Regions from separate parts of the Astyanax mexicanus genome. Here region 1 is linked to region 2. A link is a contact called in public Hi-C data. All regions are on one chromosome and are shown on one strand. The core of a region is the stretch at or near the end of the contact, and the rest is flanking DNA. Distances in the headings are between cores, read along the strand shown. Region 1 overlaps tmod2 (tropomodulin 2). Region 2 holds the start of leo1 (LEO1 homolog, Paf1/RNA polymerase II complex component).

Evidence for each region. Hi-C and Micro-C count contacts between places; a contact is called where the count stands out from the background.
Region 1: a Hi-C map of muscle shows a contact between it and region 2, with 6 times the contacts expected there. The contact joins the enhancer-like site here to the promoter of leo1 in region 2. A contact is called at or near these places in 2 of 3 Hi-C or Micro-C datasets (both in muscle).

The regions. Positions count from the first base shown.
Region 1 is chr9:42,261,969-42,268,641 of AstMex3_surface, forward strand. tmod2 (tropomodulin 2) reads left to right here. Exons shown (of 10, transcript XM_022679847.2): 10 at 556-5,830. The coding sequence ends at 587. The region is part of intron 1 of LOC125804550 (a long non-coding RNA gene); the gene reads left to right. Among protein-coding and RNA genes, the nearest start is that of lysmd2, 18 kb to the right of the region's middle. Within about 2 kb of position 2,718, the one cell type or tissue checked has an H3K27ac peak away from gene starts, as active enhancers do.
Region 2 is chr9:42,195,402-42,201,448 of AstMex3_surface, forward strand. leo1 (LEO1 homolog, Paf1/RNA polymerase II complex component) reads right to left here and starts at 3,010. Exons shown (of 12, transcript XM_049483391.1): 1 at 2,906-3,010; 2 at 1-21. The coding sequence starts at 2,963. All of the region lies in intron 1 of LOC125804550 (a long non-coding RNA gene), which reads left to right.

The DNA.
Region 1 (6,673 bases), core at 1,468-3,967, 66 kb after region 2:
ACTGTTTAGTGTCTGAAGTTTGTTTCTTTAGTTTTGTGCTGAAGCTGTGATGTAAGTAAAAAAACACCTTTTTTGGTTAATTAGGACACCAGTGTCTTAAAATCTTTTGGCTTCATTAGTTTTACATCATTTTTTTAATGCTCCTGCTCCTTTATACCCCTCTAGGCCACACCTAGTATTAGGTCTTATAATCTGGTGTATGAAAATAGACCAGTAAATAGATGTTCATTGATTGTGCACCTTATAGTGTGAAAAATACGGTAAGCTTGCTTGTAGTATTACTGTAAAAATTGCAGGTATCATTCATTTGGTAAATTTTATTTTAAATTTTATTCAGATTTTTTTTATTATACCTGTTAAAGTAGTATAGAGCCAATAGGGTCCTGATTTTTTTGCTGCAAGAAAAAATCTAAAGAAGCAAGCCTCAGACAACAAACATCTGACATCTGAATAGATATGTTTTATTTTCTTGGCTGAACTATCACTTTAAATGAACTTGTTCACTGATCACTAACACTGTCTCTGTTTTCTTTTTTATCTCTCTCTCTTTTTCAGTGAGAAGAAGGCGCTTGGAGAGGGACGCATAGCGGATTCTCTCGCTCTTTCTCCTGCTCTCTCGCTCACTCTCTCCATCTCTGAAGATGAGTCTCGTGCCAAACTCCTGAGAGAGTGTGGCGTTTTACCCTGAATAAGGGACACAACTGGAAAAAGTCCACCATTTGGCTCTCAACCACCTTGTTTTGTTGTTATCTTATTGTCATCGTTGTTATTGTTGTCGTTATTGTTTTTATGGCTGTATATCTCCTTTTTTTGTGTTTAGTCAGTCATTAATTTCAGTTTTCTCGTCTTTTCAGCACACCTCTTTTTGGTATCTTGGTATTTTGGTGTTTTTTTTTGTTTTTTGTTTTTTTTCATTTAGTTTATTTAGTTTATTTGTTTTTTTTTATTTTGGGAAAAAAAAAGGCTGACTCTTAAGCTGAACTGAGGAGTCATGTACATTTCCAACACTCGTTCACCATTTATAACCTTTTAAACAGGAATAAAATGAAAGCCAGTCTAGCAACACTAGTGAAGAATGGAAGCCCAGCTGAGACTGAAGGGGAGAGAGAGAGAAAAAGAGAGAGAGAGCAGCTGAGAGGTTTTAAATGTTATCAGAGTGGGTTTGGCTGCTGAGGAACTGAAGTGATTGCTCCACATCCTGCAGGGACGGACACACCCACGGTGAAAGTGCATTTTTCCTCAACTAGGTTATTCTGTGATAGGAGTAGGAGTGTGCATGAATGTGTGAGTGTTGCGTTTGTTCAGCTGTTCTGTGAAGTGTGTGTGTGCTTGTGTGCTGACTGTGTGTACAACTTGGGTCTAGCACTGGAGCTAGGAGGCTAATGTAGCTAACATGTCTTTAGAAATTTAAACCCACCAATTAGAGAATAGCGAAACATCGAGCACTCATTTAAAGCTATAATAATAGATTTGCGTATGTGGTTTTTATGTGGCTCACTTTTATCTATAAACATGGTGTAGGTTGCACAAGATGGACTAGTATGAGAGGCACTATACATTGTGGGTCAGTTGACACTCTGACAGGGGATAATCCTAGTTGTGTAGACTATAATATATATATATATTTCAATTGAAGAATCTGCATTCTGAAATTCTCCTTAGTTTCCCTAGAGGCTGCATCATTTTATTTAAGGTGGAACGGAAAAATTAAATAAAATAAAAGCTAATTTCAGTTCCTTATAACTAGCATAAAGAAATCACTAATAGTATGTCTCTATAGCTAGCTAGCTAAAATGGTGCAACAGAGGCAGAGCAGATTCTGCATCATTTAAGGTGAAATGGAAAAATAATGTAAAATGAAAGCTGATAAAAGCTCATTTCAGCTCCTCAAAACAAGCATAAAGAAATCACTAATAATACATCTCGTTAGCTAGCTAAATTTCCCATTCCACCTTAAGTGTTGGAGCAGAGGCAGAGCAGATGCTGCATCATTTAAGGTGGAATGGAAAAATTAAATAAAATGAAAGCTAATTAAAGCTCATTTCAGCTTCTCAGAACAAGCATAAAGACATCACTAATAATACATCTCGTTAGCTAGCTAAGTTTCCCGTTCCACCTTAAATGGTGCAACAGCGGCAGAGAAGATGCTGCATCATTTAAGGTGGAATGAAAAAAATATATAAAATAAAAGGTAATAAAAGCTTGTTTCAACTACTCGGAACAAACATAAAGAAATCACAAATAGTATGTTTTGCTAGCTAGTAAAATTCCCCATTCCACCTTAAATGGTACAATAAATTGTCCAAATGCTTTGAGGGATAATTTTACTCCTTCACATTAGAAATGGGATTGGGCGTATATGTATGAAGCTTCAGCCAAACAGCTCTACTGCCCCTAACAGCAGGAAAGCCAAACGCCAGCTCAGTTAACTCCCAGTTAAACAATGGCTCAGTTAAAATGGTGTGTGAAGAAACACATTGTTGGCTTTGGGTTTGTGCCAGACAGCAATGAAGGAAAACGAGGCCATGTTGGATTCAGTTTTGCTTTTTAAATCGATCACCAGGAGTTCTCACTGGAGAAGAAAGAGGGTTTTGTTGCTTTTTTTAAGCTTTTGGACTTTTTATAGAGACAGTAGAGGTAGTCATGGCGACCACGGCGACTGGGCAGCTATGAGATGTCCAGTGCAGTCTTGCATGTGAGAGCGCACACGCGAACACACACTTGGTGATAAATCAGTGGTTTGATGTTTAATCAGATTTTAATTGCTAAATTCTGCATGCTTAACATCAATAAACAATGAATGGATAAAGGCAGCATATAGTCTGACCCGGTTCACATGTGTCTGGATGTTTTTAAAAACAAAAGCTTTTTTGAAGTATATTTCTGTCCACACAGCAAAGAAAAACACTTGAACTAGCATGGTAAATCTGTTTGGGGCGATAGTATGATAGGAATTAAAAGAGCATGATAAAGGAAGAACTCACAGAAGATTAATTACAAATCACACACTACGCCCTATGTAGTGTACTTTACAAGTCAAAAAATCATGGGTTCTAATTCAAAACAGGGGGCTTTGAGTAGTCCAGCAGTCTAAAGCGCTTCCACTATGATTGGGGGATCGCTGGTTCGAATCCCAGTCATGCAGCTTGCCATCAGTTGCCACAGCCCTAAAAGAGCACAATTGGTCTTGCTCTCTCTCTGGGTGGGTACAGTAGATTACGCTATTTCCCCTCATCACTCCAAAGGGTGATGTGGATCAGCACAAGGCTGCATCTGTGGGCTGATGTATCAGAACCAAGTTTGAGGGAGGCGTGTTCTAATCTTAATCTTCCTTCTGTTGTGGGAGAAAATGTGAAAGGTTAGAAAGAAGGAAAAAAAAAAGCAACTGAAAACGACCTTAGTTTTTACAAAAAGCTCCGATTTAAGTGACCAAAAACAGCATTTTCTTGTGGAGAGGAGACCAAAATCCAAACCTATTTTTTTTTAAACTATTATTTAATCCAGATACATGTGAACAGGCGCATTTGTGTTCAGCTGTGCAGTCCTTACTTGTTAGCTACATTAGCCTCAGGACTCAACCGAAGTGGAACTGTGGAAGCTGGTATTTCAGTGAACTATCGCTTCAGACTTGTAAAGAAAAAGATTGACCAATTGATTCTTCCTTTCAGAGCACTTTTTTGGTTGGTGGTGCATTAACTATGGGAAAGCTACAGTCTGCAAAAGATTTGGCACCCTGGTTTAATAGCATGTGGCGTTTTTTTCTTTTGTTTGTTGTTTTTGAGTGTATAAATTCACTAAAAGGAATACACTTTTGCAGAGGACACTATATGGACAAATGTATGGGGACACACCCAATCATCATTTCATTTGAGTGTGTGATTCAGTCCCGTTAGCACTGGTTTACACACAGTTATAGTGAAAGAATGGGGGATTGTAAAGAGCTCACTGAGCTCCAGAGTGGTGGTGGTGATTATAATTGATAAGTAGAAGTCTTTTGGAATGTGCTGAAGAGCATATCTACTGTTAGAGCAGCAAAAGAATAGGTTCAGAATAGGACGCTTATATAGGTGTCCTAATCCTATATTCCATATAGTGTCTTTGATGCACAATTATGTTTCATTTTCTCAATTTAGCGACAGGCTTGCGACCAAAATTTCTGCATATGCTACATTCCAGTGCAAAAACTCCTGAGGAACTGGCATTAGGAGAGATCAGATGTTGAGTGAATGAAGTGCCACGAAAGTAATACTACATTAGCGTGAAGTGTATTTCTGTGTTGATAAACCTGGAGCCCAGAGCACTTTCTTTAGCTGGATCACATGAGGGAAACACACGTACATTCCGTGTGAACACCTGGACCAATTTCTTCTGTTCTACACTCTTAAAAATAGTAAAGGTGCTTTAAGTGCTTCTTTGAGTGATTCCATAAAGGAGCTGATAACATTCAGGCTGTGTTCACATTACAGGGCTGAAGTGATTTTGCATTAGTAAATTAGTTAAAACTGATTTATTAAGGGCTATGTGAACATGTCCAATCCATTCTTTTTCAGATCAGATTTGAGATGGACACAATATAGATTGTGTCTATTTCAGGCATGCTACATGAATATAAAAGTGAAGATTGGTTTTCATGCATCTAGTTTATGACCTGTACATACGTAATTAGCGCAGTTGTCATTGGACAGCACCAGTGTTGTGCTGAATTTTACCTTATTGCATGCACACGTCACATGCACAAAATATGGTGCAACAAAATATGTTTGGGATTTCTATTGTATTATTAAAACTAAATAATAAAAATTAAACTAATAAAAATTATTAGTAATAATATTTTTTTGCTTGACAACAAACATTCTTTTATGGGTTGTTTCGAACACCAAAATGTGCATTATTATATTAATGTGAACGTCAAAAAAATTACTGCCGTGCTCCAAACCTACTGTTAGTGTCCCAGTACTTTTGTCTATATAGTTTATCTAAAACACAATTATAATTAAAAATTAATTCAAAATTTAACCAAAACCTGAGCCAATCTGAGCAAAGAATTGGAATTTATTAATGTAATGTGAACGTAGCTTTAACATTTTTAAATCTTCTTCAAACTTAACAACGTGGATACTTAAAGAACCTCATCACCCAAAAATGCTTCTTTACTGCCGTCACTCAAAGAACTAATTGAAGTACTTTTATTTTGATAGGTGTAGCTTAATTTTTTGTTTCATTCCTTTTTTTGTTGCTCTTTTTCTGTTCGTTTTTTCGTACACACCAGTTTGGAGATTGAGGATGGAGCCTTGTGTATCAATCCACTTGTTAATTGTACGTTGTCTTATTTTTCCTTATTTGTTTTCTGTGAACGATGATTCCTCTATTGTTTAATTTAGTTTATTTGTTTTTTGTTTTGTTTTTTTGGTTCTCGGTTTAAGGGTGGGATTAGCGGGACCATGCTGTATGAGTGTGTGTGAATACTTGAGAGAGTGAAAGAGTGTGTGTGTGTGTTTGTGTGGGGCATGGTTCCCAGCCTGTGAAATAATAAAAATAAAAAAAAAAACTGTGTATGATCTTTCTATTTTAATTTTAAACATCCATCTCATTAAAGCCTCTTCTTCAGATACCCCCCCCCCCTCAAACACACACATGTATATGAATGATATATAAGTGTATAAATGTTACTGCACGTCTGCAGCTGTACCTGCAGCTGTTCTCTTGCTCCACTGTTGTAGTGCAGGTTCAGACTGAAGAAGAGGATCTATATTACTGTACTGTTAAACTACACAACGCTGCGGCACTGTCTACTATCAAAGATATTCAATAAAAATGTTTTTACATACTCCTTCTGGGTCCCGTGTTTGTGCGCCAGGGATTTTATGCCGTCTGATTGGTTGTCAACATTATGGAAACTTTGTCTTTTAAATGTCTGATTCCAATGTTTTTTTTTTTAATTTATTTTAAAAGATGTCTAGGTATAACGCTGCTTTAGTCCGGTGGAGGAGTGGGCTAACAGCTCTGCGACGCCAGGAGGCAGTGAGATGGACAACATTTAGAAAAAGTTTTAAAATAAAGACAGTAATTTTATAGTAATAACAGTCTTTGCAATGTTATACAGGGGTTGGACAATGAAACTGAAACTCCTGTCATTTTAGTGTGGGAGGTTTCATGGCTAAATCTTCATTAATTGCACATTGCACCAGTAAGAGCAGAGTGTGAAGGTTCAATTAGCAGGGTAAGAGCACAGTTCTGCTCTAAATATTGCAATGCACACAACATTATGGGTGACATACCAGAGTTCAAAAGAGGACAAATTGTTGGTGCACGTCTTGCTGGAGCATCTGTGACCAAGACAGCAAGTCTTTGTGATGCATCAAGAGCCACGGTATCCAGGGTAATGTCAAACATAAAGGACAAACCACATCCAACAGGATTAACTGTGGACGCTGTAAGAGGTAAGTCTGAAAGGGATGTTTGGGTGCTAACCCGGATTGTATCCAATAAAAAACATAAAACCACGGCTGAACAAATCACGACAGAATTCAATGTTCACCTCAACTCTCCTGTTTCCACCAGAACTGTCCGTCACCACAATAAATTATTGTGCTCTAAAACCAGGTGTTTCAGTTTTATTGTCCAACCCCTGTATTTTACTCTACAAAATGTGTAATGCCCTGCTAAGTGCAGT
Region 2 (6,047 bases), core at 1,760-4,259:
AACCGGAACCGGAACCAGATTCTGCACAACAAGATTGTAATATATCAGGCAACTACTAACATTTGGCCATTGCTCCTAAATCACTAAACTTAAACTGGCAGTAAAAGTTTTGACTGACCTCTTTTCATTCTATGTGTTTTCTTTCTTCCATTGTAAATTATATAATATTATAATAATATAATATTAAAGACCGGAACAGGAACACATGCTGAATTATTTTGTAAAAGATAAATTTTTGTTTTAGCTTTTGCAGTATGTTTTATATTTTAGATTCTTCTAAGCAGCGCATTTATCTTTTAGGACAGATCTGCACACTCCTGGTATTTTAATCTCATTGTATTAATGAGGGCCTTTCTTCTTAATTTACAATGTAGATAATAAATGAAAAAAATACATGGAAATAATGCACCCCTAGGAACTCCTTCAAGATGCTGAGAAAACTATTCCAGGTGACTCTCCCTCATGAAGACACTGAGATTAAAATACCGAGAGTGGGCAGATCTGTCCTCAAAGATTAATGTACTACCTAGAAGAATCTAAAGTATAAAACATATTCTGGTTTGTTCAAAACTTTTTGTTTAAAAATATAACTGTGCGAATGTGTGTGTTCCTGTAGAGCTTTAATATAGTCTTTAATATTAGATTTACAATGTAAAAAAATTATAAAAAGAAAGAAAACACGTTGAATAAGAAAAGGTGAGTCAAAACTCCTAATAACACTTTTAAATAGGAATGCACTAATGTAGGATATTACCGATAATTGATATATAGATATTTGCAATAATAACTTTCAGGGAGACTAGACACCCTACATACTAACTGTACAAATAATAAAAATTAATAAAAAATTAAAACACCATTCCAATGCTAAACATACATTTTATAAAATTAGGTCTGACCTGATTTACAGAACAAAACATAAAAATACAACAGGTTACAAAATTATTGTTGTACTATTACATCCTGATTTTAACCATAAAAATGTACAGTCATGTTCTCACTGAGGGCGTGCCATATCGTATTATACATGATAATATCACCAATATTTTTGACAATAAAAAAAAATCCATTTTATGATACACTTGAAAGTATTTTTTTCTGTATTTGTTTTGGTAGTAACTGCTCGTTTTAACTGTTAGCTAACTGTGTTGATTTTAGTTGTTACATAACTTTATTTTTATTTTTACATTTTCTAGTCTGTTAAACTGATTATATATATATAGTCTTGGTCAGCTGGTGTTAAAGTGTTTTTTTGTTTCTTTCTACTGAAGGTTTGAAAACGTTAGATTAATACTAAACAAAGCATATCGTCGCTGTCCTATGAAAAACACTTATCTCCATTTTTGTCGATTTTTAGTTTATTACATAATTTGAACAGACAAATTGTCCCTTACACTGTTGCAAAATTTCTTGATGAACGGACCAATAGAAACTCTTCAAAATGACCTGAAACAAACTCTTTTTACATCGACTTCCATTGAAAATTTACAAGGTTTTTTCTCTCTCCTGTAAAGTTGGTGTTTTGGAGATAAGTGTTTTTCATTGGACAGCGACGATATTAATATTTTTGGTGCAGTAGTATACACTTATAATAATAAAAAAAAACAATGTTGTTTTATATTGCCTAGAGAAAAAAAAATCCTGAAATAGTGTGATTATTTTAGGGCCATATTACCCATTCTTATTATTATATTCTTGAAAGCAGTCTTTTCTGTATTTGTTTTGGTTTTGATTGGTTGTTTTCTGCTTATTTAGGTAGTTTTGTGGTCATTGTAGTTGTTGCTACATTTTCTAATCTGTTATTTTGTATAACAAAGTCTTGTTAAGTTACTTTTCACAAAACATACAAATGTGTATAATTTTTTTTTAGATTATGCTGATTAATTGAAACTTTGCTTTATACTAAATAAGAGGTATTAATATTTGTGCTGCAATAGTATATACTTATAGTAAAAAAACAATCAATGTGTCATATCGATAAGAATATCGATATCACAAATACCCTATTATATTCTAGAAGGCAGTCTTTTCTGAATTTGTTTTACTTTTAATTGTTTGTTTTCTGTTTATTTAGGTAGTTCTGTAGTTATTTTAGTTGTAGTTACATTTTTTTATACTGTGTTAAATTAATTTTGTATAAAAAATTAAAGAGTCTTATTAGTTACAGCTTACAAAACAGACAAACATTTATTGTTTTTTATGTATTCATACTGATTTATTGAAACTTAGATTTATAATAAATAAAGCATATTAATATTTTTGTTGCTTTAGCATGTACTTATAATAAAAAAACAGGCATTGTGTCATATTGACAAGAACATATTTATCATATAAAAACACCATGAAGTTTTGTGATATTATTTAAGGGCCATATCACCCACCCATAGTGCCCAAAATATGAAAAAAAAAACCATGAATGAGCTTCTGACTGAATTAATCTGATTCAATTGTAAAATTTGATTCAATAATCAGAAACAGGTCTGGGTTATTTAGCTTAGGTCTCTATGGCGTATAGACTAATAAAGGAATGAATTAGTTTTTAAAAGCTCTGATTTTCTTTCTCTTAGTTCTCTGTGGGTTAAAACGCTATTATTATATATTGTATCTCCTTCTGAAACACACGCTTCACTAAATAATCAGTAAATTAGTTAAAAAGTTAAACAGCTGATTAAGCAGGATCAGTGGTATTTATAGAGTTTTATTATTGTTAATAATAAAGCGTGGTGGTGCACACCGGGGCCCGGGCTGACCCCGCTGCTGCTGCGGCTCGGCTACAGCCGGTCTGTTCTCTCTCTAAAACTCTCCCTAAAATCGTCTGACCCTTTAACCCTGTAACCCGCACACAGCCCCGTTTATTACACAGATAATTCCAGTGTAAGCCGGAGGATAAAGCGGAGTAAATCACCTCTCTGCTCCGCCTCGCTATCCCCATCACTGCCGAACAGCTCATCCATGTCCGCCATTTCTCCTCACAGTAAATAACCGACAAACAGCATCCGGGTAACTCACTTTACAAAATAAAAGTCCTCAGCGAAAGCGCGCTCACATAATGCGCTGCTGTTATTTCTCCACCCGGTGGCGCAATACACCCACTGTTCACGTTCACATTCACTAAACCTGAAATCAAATAGAGGGGAAAATGCAATGAATATTTTAATTTTAATTTAACAGTTTTAAATTTCAATTTCACAATGTACAAATTGCATAATCTTATTTCTATATTCGTCATGTCATAAAAACACATTAACAAGTGATCACATTTCACATTTCAATGTCTTTGCTATGATTTAAAATGTTATCCATTTTTTCCCAGTTTCATATTACATTTCTTAAGCATCAGTTGTCTTCTATGGTTTGTACGTTTTATTGCCAAAAAAAATCTAGCAGGTTGTTTTCTCAAATTTCATATAAACATATTAACATAATTTACAATTTGCTTTACAATGTTTTTAATAATTTTTCTGTCACATACTGTATACAATTTACACAAATCAACACATTCTCACAGTTTAAAGGCCTTTTCTTAACTGAATTAACATTGAGAACCGTATTCAGATTGCTTAGCCTGTCATAAATAGGGTTGCCCCCTGTCCCATAAAACACAGAATCGTCTCTTGTTCAGCAATAAAATGTTGTTTGTTCTGAATTTCCATAAATGTCCAATAAACACACACACACACACACACACACACACACACACACACTCACAGACATACATTTTTTAGTATGTGTCAATTGTGGTTTGTGATTTTGAGTTTTTAAAATCTAATGAATGCACTTAATATTCAGTAGTATTAGCCAATATAAATATCTTCCATATGGCCAAATACAAAGAACAAATCATACTTATGGATTAATTGGAAAAATAATTAAATTAATAGATACATACTACCTCATGAAGACACTGGTATTAAAATACCAAGAGTGTGCAGATCTGTTTTCAAAGATACATTTGCTACTAAGAAGAATCTAAAGTATAAAACACATTCTGATTTGTTGAACACTTTTTGTTTACAGAATAATTCATCATGTGTTTCTGTACAGCTTTAATATAGTCTTCAAGCGTAAATGTAAAATGTAAAAATCATACAAATACAAGAATACACATTAAATGAGTGTTAAGTGATGTGACCAAACTTTTGACTGGTACTGTATACTTAGCATAGTCTAGCTTAAAAAAAATGACCGATGGTAGAGAGTAGAGACCCACAAACACAGGCAACAGCTGTTCAGACTGTAAGACATATTGAACAGTGTGGAAGTGTGAAATTTGAGCAGAGCTTATTTGGTGTGTCAGTGTAAGTGTGTGTGTATGAAGAGTCAGTCTCAGTCTGCAGGTGGAGGCTCACACAGCGTTGTATCATCCGCCAGATGGAAGGGAATCAAACAGACTATAGTATCAGTGGGTGGAGCTCTAGCAGATGCTGGCAGTCTTTCTAAGGCAGTGGAAGCTGTAGATGTGCTTCAGGATTAGGAGGTGTTCCCTGATGTACCTGTAACGACTCTTGCAAATGCAGGAAGGTTTTATTTAACTCCATAAAGAAAAAGCACAAAGAAACAAACAACACTAAAGACTAGGAAACTAGGAAAAAGTGAAACTAACTAGTAGTGATGGCACATTGGAAAATTAATTTGGATGTTTTGCATCCAAATGTTTCATAATGAGAGTTGAACAATCTGATCTCTGATCTCAGAACTGTTTTTGTTATCAACACATGACACAACAACATTTCTACATTTTAAAAGAGATTTAAGAGAGATTTTTTTTGTGGAGAAAAATCACATACTTTGCATTGCTTTATTATTTATTTCTCATCATTTGTCAAACTTATTTGTCAGAATTATTTTGAACAGGTAAGGTGTTTGATTGCCATGCAGATGTCACTGTGGTCAATGATTCGAACGTTTCACAAGAACGAATCATTTGATCTGATTCGATTGGTTCATTTGATTCAATCTCCCAAAAGCCCCCCTTTTGTCATCACTAGTAGGAAGATTTTATTTGACTCCATAAAGAATAAGAACAAAGAAACAAACAGTGAGACTAACTAGACAAAGACTAGACTAATTATATATTTGCACATTAAACAAAACAAAAACTCGCTTTGCCTCTTGCTAACTCGCGCTGTCTCTCCCCTCTCTTTCTCTCAGTCCTGAGATTTTATCATTTAGTTAAAAAAGCTCTAGTCTGCCTGATCTAAACCTCACTAAACTGTTATTACTGCCAAACTCTCAAAAATACAGGGAACTAGCAGCATTAAAGAAAAGAATCATGATTATAATACAATTTTAAATGATTGACACCACTAATATAATCTACCTTTTCAATGTATCAATATAATGCTGATAATTTAAAAAAAGAACTCTAAAACTGAAATGCATGGAGCAATATGAGTGGGAAGAATATTATATTTGTAGTTTAATCATGAGCAATGATTTTTGTTCATAATAAACCGCCACAAATATGCTCGCTGTTTGTTCCAGAAACAGATCCAGAAAGAGGAGTCTCTCATGGTGACAGTATGAGAAAAAGATTACATAAATTAAATAAATATGTTGTGTGAGAATAATTATCGCTTTTTGTATTTTTTGATTACAATTAAGAAAAAGGTATTTAAAAAGTATCGTATCGGTATCGAACATTTTTAAATGATACCCAGCCCTACATGTAAGAACTTTGATGACAGGGTGGGGCTTGGGTGGAGAGACACGACAACAACAAAACAGAGCCATGTGCAGCACAGCAAATGGGAGGGAAACACATGGCTAGGAAAGGACTCCCATACTTGGCCAGTACGGACTTGGCAAGTTCAGCTTGAGGACAGGAGGATGTTTTCCTAAAATCCACAAGAACACAAGTACAGAAACGGCCACGGAAACAGACAAGCAATAAAACAAGATAGGAAAAGAAAGAACCAAGAAATGAGGAAACAAGACAAACATGGGCCAGTGTATAACAGCACCATGATGATCTTCTGAGTGCTTGAGATGAGATAATAAGATATTCAAAACTGTCATCTTAGCAAGAGGTGCTACTTTGATGATAT